Regions from separate parts of the Mus musculus genome. Here region 2 is linked to region 1. Evidence: chromatin contacts called from public promoter capture Hi-C data. All regions are on one chromosome and are shown on one strand. Each heading gives the region's core, a stretch centred on a gene start, on an enhancer-like site or on the middle of the called end of the contact. The rest is flanking DNA. Distances are from core to core; before and after follow the strand shown. Region 1 has its middle 9.4 kb from the start of Fam126a. Region 2 holds the start of 5031425E22Rik (RIKEN cDNA 5031425E22 gene).

Evidence for each region. Promoter capture Hi-C pulls out the DNA fragments that hold promoters and counts their contacts.
Region 2: a contact with region 1 is called in a promoter capture Hi-C map of pre-B cells. The contact joins the promoter of 5031425E22Rik here to the enhancer-like site in region 1. A contact is called at or near these places in 2 of 39 promoter capture datasets (cranial neural crest and pre-B cells), 2 of 115 datasets of contacts at active chromatin or transcription factors (microglia and thymic regulatory T cells) and 1 of 9 other capture datasets (liver).

What each region holds. Positions count from the first base shown.
Region 1 is chr5:24,037,808-24,042,414 of GRCm38.p6, forward strand. No RefSeq gene overlaps it. Among named protein-coding and RNA genes, the nearest start is that of Fam126a, 9.4 kb to the left of the region's middle. Within about 2 kb of position 1,919, at least 144 of the 459 cell types and tissues checked have an H3K27ac peak or open chromatin away from gene starts, as enhancers often do. A contact at or near this core is called in liver and pre-B cells, where this site is marked.
Region 2 is chr5:23,430,971-23,435,577 of GRCm38.p6, forward strand. 5031425E22Rik (RIKEN cDNA 5031425E22 gene) reads right to left here and starts at 2,366. Exons shown (of 3, transcript NR_165300.1): 1 at 2,240-2,366. Kmt2e (lysine (K)-specific methyltransferase 2E) reads left to right here and starts at 3,494. Exons shown (of 26, transcript NM_026984.2): 1 at 3,494-3,813.

The sequences.
Region 1 (4,607 bases), core at 669-3,168:
AAATGAAAATACCCTTGTTATCTCCTAAGATATGATATTAGCCAGTGTCTCCCAAAAGAATTATTGTTGAAGGAGGACTATCATGTCTCTTTTGTAAGTTGTCTCTTTGGAAATATTTTGTGATCTAGTAAAAAGACATTTTCTTCATCACACTAGAAAGGTATGAAGCTTTATAATAACAGTTATAATAACTGTGACAATGTCACAGTTTCACAAGAAGACAAACCAGCATTGCACAAACATGGAGAAATCACAACCTTTGTTTCTTCATACGTTTTCATTTTACTAAGTGTTCTAAAAGATGTCTCATAAAAGATTTATTTTATTTTTAATTATGTGTATACATGCATGTATGTGTCTGTGTGTGGATATGGGCATGTGTGTGCAGGTGCCCATGGGGGCACTGAATGGCCCTGAAGCTGGAGTTAAAGGTTGCTGTGGGCAGCCTGTGGGTGTGGGAAATAGAACTCAGGTCCTCTGCAAGAGCAGTGTGCATTCTTAACCACTGAGCCATCTCTCCAGGTCACAATGTTAAGTTGTATAATCAAATAAGAGGAAGTACAAATTATTTTTTTTAAGATTAGGCAAAATCAGACTGTACATTGCTGGTTGTTAATTCTTCCTAAGTGAACTTCCATTAAACATTCTTCCTTTTTACTCTTAGCCAATGCATTATTCAAACTTCTCTAAAAGGCACTCCTCCAGCACTCCGGAGGCAGAGACAGAGGCGGGAGGATCTCTGTGAGTTCCAGGACAGCCAGAGCTACATACAGAGAAACCCTGCCAGAGAAGAGAAGAGAAGAGAAGAGAAGAGAAGAGAAGAGAGGAGAGGAGAGGAGAGGAGAGGAGAGGAGAGGAGAGGAGAGGAGAGGAGAGGAGAGGAGAGGAGAGGAGAGGAGAGGAGAGGAGAGGAGAGGAGAGGAGAGGAGAGGAGAGGAGAGGAGAGGAGAGGAGAGGAGAGGAGAGGAGAGGAGAGGAGAGGAGAGGAGAGGAGAGGAGAGGAGGGGAGGAACCAAGGAAGGTGCTCCTGAATCCTACAAAGAAGCTCCTGTTGGTGCATGCAACCAAAAGACCTCACTAGGGAATGTTCAGTATAGAACCGTGAGCCTGTCCATCAGTTTGCATTGCCAGATGAGATCCCAGGCAACAGAAAATATGCTGGTAAATGTGATAAACAATGACTGCCCCAGAGGAAGTTGAACTGTGGTTTGTCTTGAGTCCCCTGCAGTAATAAAATGCTTGGCCCACAGAGGAAGTTCAGAAACACAAATTAAAGGAGCACATAAAATGACGGCAAGCTTTCTTCCCCCGCCTCATTTTGGTTTATGGTTTCTTTTCAGATTTGCACACTTCTCTGCATAGCCACGGGGTACATGTTGGGAAATGGGAGGGGCCCCGTTTCCCACCACTCGCTCTGTTCACAAGAACAATATATTGCAATTATGTTTAGCTTCATATTTCGTTGGGTGCCACCTTAAATATCTCCAAAATACTTAAATAAATATTTCCCATGTATCAGAAAGCAGGAGTAGCAAGGAACACACATCTTTGGTTGCCTTGCTGAGCTCTTTTTAATGCCCAAAGCAACTGAATAAGACAGACACTGGAGGAAGGGTGGGTCATGAGCCCAGCTGCCCAGAGAGGGATGAACAGGATAGTGAGGAGAGGCACACCCCACAGCAGCTCTGGGTTTTAAAGGCCAAGGGAGTCCACCATATGAATAATACTTCCATGTTTTAATTCCGTTCTCATCTGCTTAGTCATCACCACACCCTAATACTTATGCCAAGGAAGTGTCCAAAACAGGGCAGAACATGGCTACAAAATCAGTTACAAAAGCCAGCTTCCGCTTCTCCTTCCACCTGTAAAAGTGACCCGGTTCATCATCACGTGATGTCTCTCAGCCTCTGTCCTGGCAAAGCCAAAGCACACACAATCTTTCACTTTCTCTTTTTACCCCAGCAGAGACATGGTCTGGCTAGCTACTCTGTGTTATTCGTAGGGTGTCATTCTTGAAACCTCTACCCCATAGGCTAGACCATGGCTCCAAGCCTTAAAGTCACCCAAAGATTTTGCTTATGCAGTGTTGGATTTTTTTAGCAAGATCATCTGCCAAAAACTTACAGGAGATTCAATGGTTATTCTTAAGAAAGAATATTGGAAAGAAAAGTGTAGAAATCTGCACTGGATGGGGCTAGAGAGCTCTGAGGACTGTGGACAAGAAGACATGACCCAAGACTGTGAAGAATGAGGGAGACCATTGAAGGAAAGCAGGTGAAACAAAGGATGGAGGTGCGGCAGGCTGTACGGAGCTGGGTTAGTCCCACCAGCTCTGCTACTGTAACATTCTACAGTAGAAATGCAGGGGCTGCAGATGTGGCTTAGTGGTCAAGAGCACCAACTGCTCTTCCGGGGGACCCAGGTTCAAGTTCTAGCACACACATGGCTGCTCACGACCTTCTATAACTCACGTTCTGAGCGATTTGACGCTCTCTTCTGGCTTCTGTAAGCACTACATGCATGTGGTCCGCAGACAAGCAAGCAAGTAAAACACCCATACACATAAAAACAGCAAAAACATCTTTAGAAAATAAGATAATTTTGAAATGCAGTAGTGTGCTGTTCCCTGACAGAGAACGTATTCCAAAACCTTGCCACAGAATGCCTGGGTATATGAGCCCAATATCAAACCCTATACATACTATGGGTTTCTCTCAATATATGTATACCCATGATGAAGTCTAGCTCATAAATTAGGCAAATTGAGAAATAGACAACAATAATCTAATAAAAATAATTTCAGTATATTCTGTAATTTTACTACCACCATCACTATGTTTATACATTGGGGATTATTAAGTAAAATGAATGGTGCTTGAACAAGGCTGTGATAGTGAGACAGTCCAGATTCTAAGACAGCTCTAGGGGCTAATGGGCAGGCAGCACACATGGTGCTGAACAAACAAATGCTTCCTGTTCTTGGTGGTAACCAGCAGACCAGCCTAAGATTTCACTGTGCTGTTCAGAGTGGCTCAACATTTAAAACTCATAGTGACTCATTTCTAGGATCCCCACTAATATTTTCATACTACTATGGACCATGGGCAACTGAAAAGTTAGGAAACAAAATCTTGGGTGAGGCAGGGGGACTACTGTACAACATATATGTTAAAAAAAGTAAAATACCAAAACTACAGTTTACTCAACAGTATCACTGGGGACACTCTGCAACCAAGTTAAAAACCATGCTGACCAACTGCGATCCCAGTTGGATCTATTGCCAACCACCGTCCCGTGTCACCGTCCCCAACCCCACCCCGCCAAATCACTTTAGTTTACCTCTACCTGTTCAATTTCATGAGGTGAAATCATATGGGACTTAGACTTTCAGCTCTGTCTTTGTCTCTCAATATTGTTTTTGCAGACTCCATATGCTTCCTGTAGCTCTGGTTGGTTCATGTCTATCCCTGCATACTGCTTTCCTATATGAATATGCTTTGGCTTCTTGGGCCATTTGAGGGGACATCTGTGTGACTTTTCATCCTTGGGGAAGGCACTGTGACAGAGAATGTCTTTGGGAGCATCCTGTGCACGCCTCTGGCTCACATGTACTTGCACTTTCCTGGTACACGGCTAAGAGTGGAAACACTGGCTGGGGGATCAGCACAATCTCTCCTTTACCGATTCTGCCAAATCACTTTCCAAACTGCTTGTACCTCTTACACACCCACAGTTGCTCCACATTCTTGCCAATATTTGAAGTATCAGTCTTTTAAATTCTAGCTATCCAAGTGGGTGTGTATAACACTATCTCATTGTGGGTTTAATTTGCATTTCCTTGATGACTAATTTCTACCTTTTCATGCTATGCTGTTTTAAAGTATCTCTGCTTGTCTGTGTTATTGCAAATCACTGCTCAGCAGCATTTAGATGCAGAAGCAATAATTATTTATTAAGTCCCAATGGAGAGTCATAGTCTACATGTGTTTAATGCCTGCCATCCGTGAAGCTTCTGAGTGTTTCTTCTTGGTTGGGTCTTGGTTAAGCTGCATGGTATATCATCATGAACATTGTGTAGAAAGTGATTCCAAGTGAAGAATGTCCTAGTAGGGGTGAAGGAAACAGGGTAGGATGGGATTGAGTGTGGAAAGTGGATTTTCAAACTTTATAGGTCTAAAAGAGTGGAGGACAGTTTGCAAAAGCCATAACACAAGAGGGTAATTAATGGTGTTACCAAGAACACCGGTTCTCATAAATGAGAGAACGTTGAACTGGTGTAGGGTGGTACTCAGAGTAAGTGTGGCCTGGGAAGCCCTTGATGGTGAATGACTCCGACAGCTCTGTGGGCAAATCCCTGATAACATGACATACTTTGAGAGCCAGATGTGGTTAACTGGCCTTGAATTCCACCTAGTCGTTTTGTGTAGAGGTGATAGGGAAGCCGATGAGCGGCTTTTAATGGTTTTAGAAGATGCTGTAAATTTCCTTCCAGGGCATCTCAATAGAAAGGCAATACCTCTCTATCCGTGGGGCCTCTCTATGCTGCTTCTAATCCTGGCTGAGCGTGACGTATGAATATTCCATCTAAGATCAACTGACCAGACTGG
Region 2 (4,607 bases), core at 1,116-3,615, 610 kb before region 1:
AACCCATCCATTTAAACCACTGACTTTTATACACTACTAGTAAATTTATAGATGAAACTGCCCTCTATATTTAATAGCATCCAAAAATAGCTTTTCTTCCCAGTCTTTGCAGAACTGTCTCGAGCATGGCCATCATCAGCTTCTGCCGGCCTGCTTGCCTACCACTATATTATCGTTTCCTCTCATCTAAACTCTGTTCAAAACAGCCTCTGGAAAAACTCGAGCCAGTATTTTTAGTTTATAGTCCATTAGGACAGTGTTTAATCTTATAATCTCTAAAGGAGTTCGAGTCCACCCAAGCTCTTATCAATTGTCTATCAGTGCGTTTGGTCACCATTATGAACAATGGACCAAAGCACGTGAGGAGTTTGAAGAGGCATGGAGGACACTAAAGCTGTCTTCCTGGACGTGGGTGGGAAGGGTTCCTCCAGACAGGAACAAATACACACGTCTACTTTGAGATGATAAGTATTTTAGCACCTCAGCAAATTTGTTGTTAAGATTACAAGTGAACAATAAATAAAAATAAAGGTTGTGTACTATTCTGTAATCTTTTTGAGATGACTTTGTGCTATCATGTCTAGCTCAAGAATTTGAAATGCCAGTTTAAAAAAAAGGTAAAGAAATATTAAGAGTTTATGAATTTCATGGAGTCAATAACTGGAAGGAATTTGGAAGCATACAAAGGATTCATCTCCATTTGCCTAAAAAATGGCCTCTTTCCCTTATTAACACAAACGGCTTCATATTTAGTTCTTTTTCTAAGGAAAAAAAAATGATGTTAGGATAAAGGAGCAAGGGAATTGACAGAGAAACAAAAAAGGTTATTCCACAATTATACAAAATGTCCATTTTAATAGATAAGCAGGAACAAAAAGCTTTGAATTTGTTAAACTCTTTGTAATACATAACTCCATTTAAAATACTGACTTTCGCTCATTCTCATTGTTACCTAATAACAAAAATGCTACAAACCAAATCTTGATTTCCAACTACAAAGAGTCTACCGCTAAAAATAAACATAAATTAACATAACCATGGCCCAGGTTAATGAAGTTTCTAGGCCTAGTAGGCATTCATTTTCTCTCAGCACCAAATACAGTGTTTTGTTGAAATAGTACCCAGGCAGAGCCTGTAATCCTAGCAATAGGAGGGTGGGCAGGAGTATGAGTTCCAAGCTAGTCTAGGCTATTAAATAGCAAAACCCATTCGAGCCCTCATTCCCATCCCTAAGTCCCACTAAAAATACGTTTTATGCTATTGCAAATGTGCTTTAAAGACGCAGGATAGAGAGCTTTAACGAATATTTACCAGAAGCATTTGTAATTCCATTTTTTATTTTTAAAAGGACGACAAAATGCAACGTGAAGTATAGAAAATGACCTTTCAGTTTCATACAGAACAAAATACTAAAATTACTAAGAATACTTATATTTGAAAAGGCAACCCTCACCAGTAAGATTACTTAAACTCTCTCACGGGATGTACAGACAGGGAGGGTAATGAACACAAAGAATCTAAGGAGAAGGTTTGACAGGGCCCTTCCGTTCAGACTGTGATGCAGTCCTTAATCGCTGTCTGCCTAGAAACCCTAAGTGTTCCTGGGTGTTATTCACTTGCTTTCAAACTCTGAGAATGCTGTAGTCTTCTATTCAGACCCCCCAAACTTTATGTTTTGTCTGAAATAATCAACACTCCTACCTGTGGTGCCTTCAGAGCCTAACCTGTCCTTGTTACCCATACCAGTGACACTCAGGGCCTCCTAGTTGGCTTACAGGAGGGAACTGCCACCTTACGTAAGCATACTTTGCAAGGAGAAAGGCAGATATAAGAAGGCGTCAAACCTTCTCCTCCACCAGTGGCTGGCACACCCCGAAAGGAGTGTCCTTTCAGGGGCTCCCCCCCCCCCCGCAGCAGTTCTGCTGCGGGGAGTGGGGGAGGGGAAGAGCTTTCAAACAGTCATCTCTTCCTCTTCGGGCAGCCAACGCCGACCGCACCACCATCTCCTCCGCCCAAACCCGGTCCCCTCCCCCGCCCTGCCTGGGTCCCCGCCAAACCCCACAGGAATGCAGCCGGTCACATGCGCTGCGGCGGCGGTGGACGTGCCTCTCCCCCCGCGCCCCAAGGAGACCCAGCGCCATCTTGCCCTGACGCAGTTACAAAAGTCACAGGAGAAATTGCGCCTCCACGGCCGCACCAGCGCCCCAAAGTCTCGCAGAGGCCGAGCCAGGGCCCTCACCTCGCGCAGGGAGAGGAGCAAAAGGTCGGGGAAGAGCCTTGCGACTTCCTTCGGCACTGCTTGGGTTCCACAGAAGACGCGGCGACAACGATCACCGTCATCACTTCTCACTCTCTGCCTTTGCAACAGCCACCCCCGACGACTCTGGCCCCACCCGCTGCTGCAGCATGAGGTCATCGTCAGCCAATCCCTACGCGCCCGACAGAAATCACCAGACGCCGATTGGCTGCCGACACCGCCTCTGCCTCTCCCCACTCCTCTTACGGAGCACCCAAGGTCGTGCTGCGGGCCAAGAAGACGGAAACCGCCATTCCGGGGAAAGGCCCCCAAAGCCAGATCCGTAATCGCTGTGTGATTTTAGTGGAGAACCCTGTTTTGTTCCTTGGCCTCCCCTTTTCGGTTCGAGAAACCAGCTCTGTCCCTCCCTCGTTTAATCACCGCCACACAAACGAACTCCCGCTCCCCGCCCAGCACACTGTCCCGCGGCGGGGAATCCTTCCCCGGTGCTAAGAAGTATAGGAGGCGGCGGCAGCGACTGCACCGGCAGCGGCAACGGCAGCTTTTACCCCATACACGGTGGCAGGGAGGCGGCGCTGACGATGGCTGCAATTTTTTCTGCGGCTTCTCCCCCCGACCTCTTGCGTTTCTCGCTCCTCCATCGAGACAGCGCGGGACTCGCCAGCTCCGCTTTTATCCGGTGCCCGGAGCCTGCGCACTGGAGCCTCCTCAGCCACTAGTGGGCGTCGAGTGACAATCCGACCGGGCTCACCCTGAGCTGGCAGGCCAGGCCGGGGGGAGGGGGCTGCCGGGACTGAGGCTGCTTGGGGGGTAGGAGCAAGTGCATCACCTTAGGAAGTGATGGGAGGGGGGTCGTCCCCGTCCCTGCTGTCATCCTTCTACCCACTAGTAGCATCCTCACGCTCACCTACATCCAGGCTTGAGGGCTACTCGGGGACAACGGGTAAAGAGCCAAGCCCACCAGCTAGCAAGACCTCCCCAACCGTCGGCGGATGGATGAATGCACCTGTTGTGGGAAAGACGGAGTGTCTGGCCAGCTCGCGGCCTCTAGCGTGACGTCTCCACGCCTCGGCGGAGAGGCCGCGTCGGGCCGCAGCCCATAACCAAGATGGCGGCGAGTAGCTTCGTCCCCTCCCCCCTGCCCCTGCGGAGCGGGGCGGGCGGGCCCCGTGCGCTTGCCGCCGCCGCCGCCGCCGCTGCCGCCGCCGCCGCCGCCGTCGCCGCCGCCATTTTCCCAGAGCGAGAAGCAGTGACACTGAGCGGGCGCAGGGGGCCGAGTCGGAGATCGAGCCTGCGTTCGGGAGCGGCAGCAGAGGGGGCATAGACACTCGGAGCAGCCTCAGCGTCTCCTCGTCATTCCTGCCGTGGCCCGCAGTGCCCGACTCTTGGGTTCCCACTGAAGACGCTGCGCGCTGCTGCTTGGGGAGGGGGTGTGGAGTCGGTTCTGCGACCGCAGTGGCTGTCGTCGGGGGTCGACCGAGCGCTGAGGTGTGGAGAACCTCGCCCGGGGTCGAGCCGATAACAGGGTTCGGGTGTCTGGTGTGTGACCATCACAGGTCAGTGCCTGTCGTGTCTGTGGGTGTCGTGGGGTCCACGGTGGGGGGACTTAGGGCTCTAGGGAGAGAGGGTCGCTGTCCTTCGGGAGCCGGGCGTCCACACTGAACCCCAGGCGCCTGTGCTGGGGCCACGTCGCTTGTGGAAATGGAATTTGTCCTTTCTCCTGCCTGTCCCTGGCACTGGGGCATTATGGCGGGTTTTGGGGTTGTGGAAGGGGAAACTGGCAGTTAAACCCCCTTGAGAGTGGGAGTTAGGGAGGGGGCGCCCTCCTCCCTGGTAGCGGATTCAGGCCTCCGGGGTGAGGAAGGAGGCTTGTGACTGGTGTCGGAGAGGTCCCGCGAGCTGCCAGCTCTCCCCTCCTCCAGCTGCATCTTGTTCGGGTGCAGAGAGAAGACGTTTAGGCCCCATTTTCTTCTTCCTGCCCTTGTTCCCTGCCATTCGGTGGCATAATGTTCTCTTAAATGTGAAAGGGGTTAAAAGAACGCCTTGGGCATCTCTCTTTGTAGGAGAGAGACCGCTCCTCATCCTCTCCGGAGAGGGTAAACCCGCCCCTAAGGTGGTCACCCCAGTCAGTACCCAGCCTTCGCAGTCTCCTCCCCCGCTCTTCTTGCCTTACTGCCGTCCTTTACTGTGCCAGAGCCTTAGAATCCACAATATGGCTCATTTCAGGAAAGCTTATTTTGACCGAAGGATTGGCACCGACGCGGTGGCAGCAGACAGAGATGAGAAACAAACGGTTCCCTGTGCTAAACGGGGGAGGAGGGAGAGAAAAAACAATCCTGGGTGCTTGCCT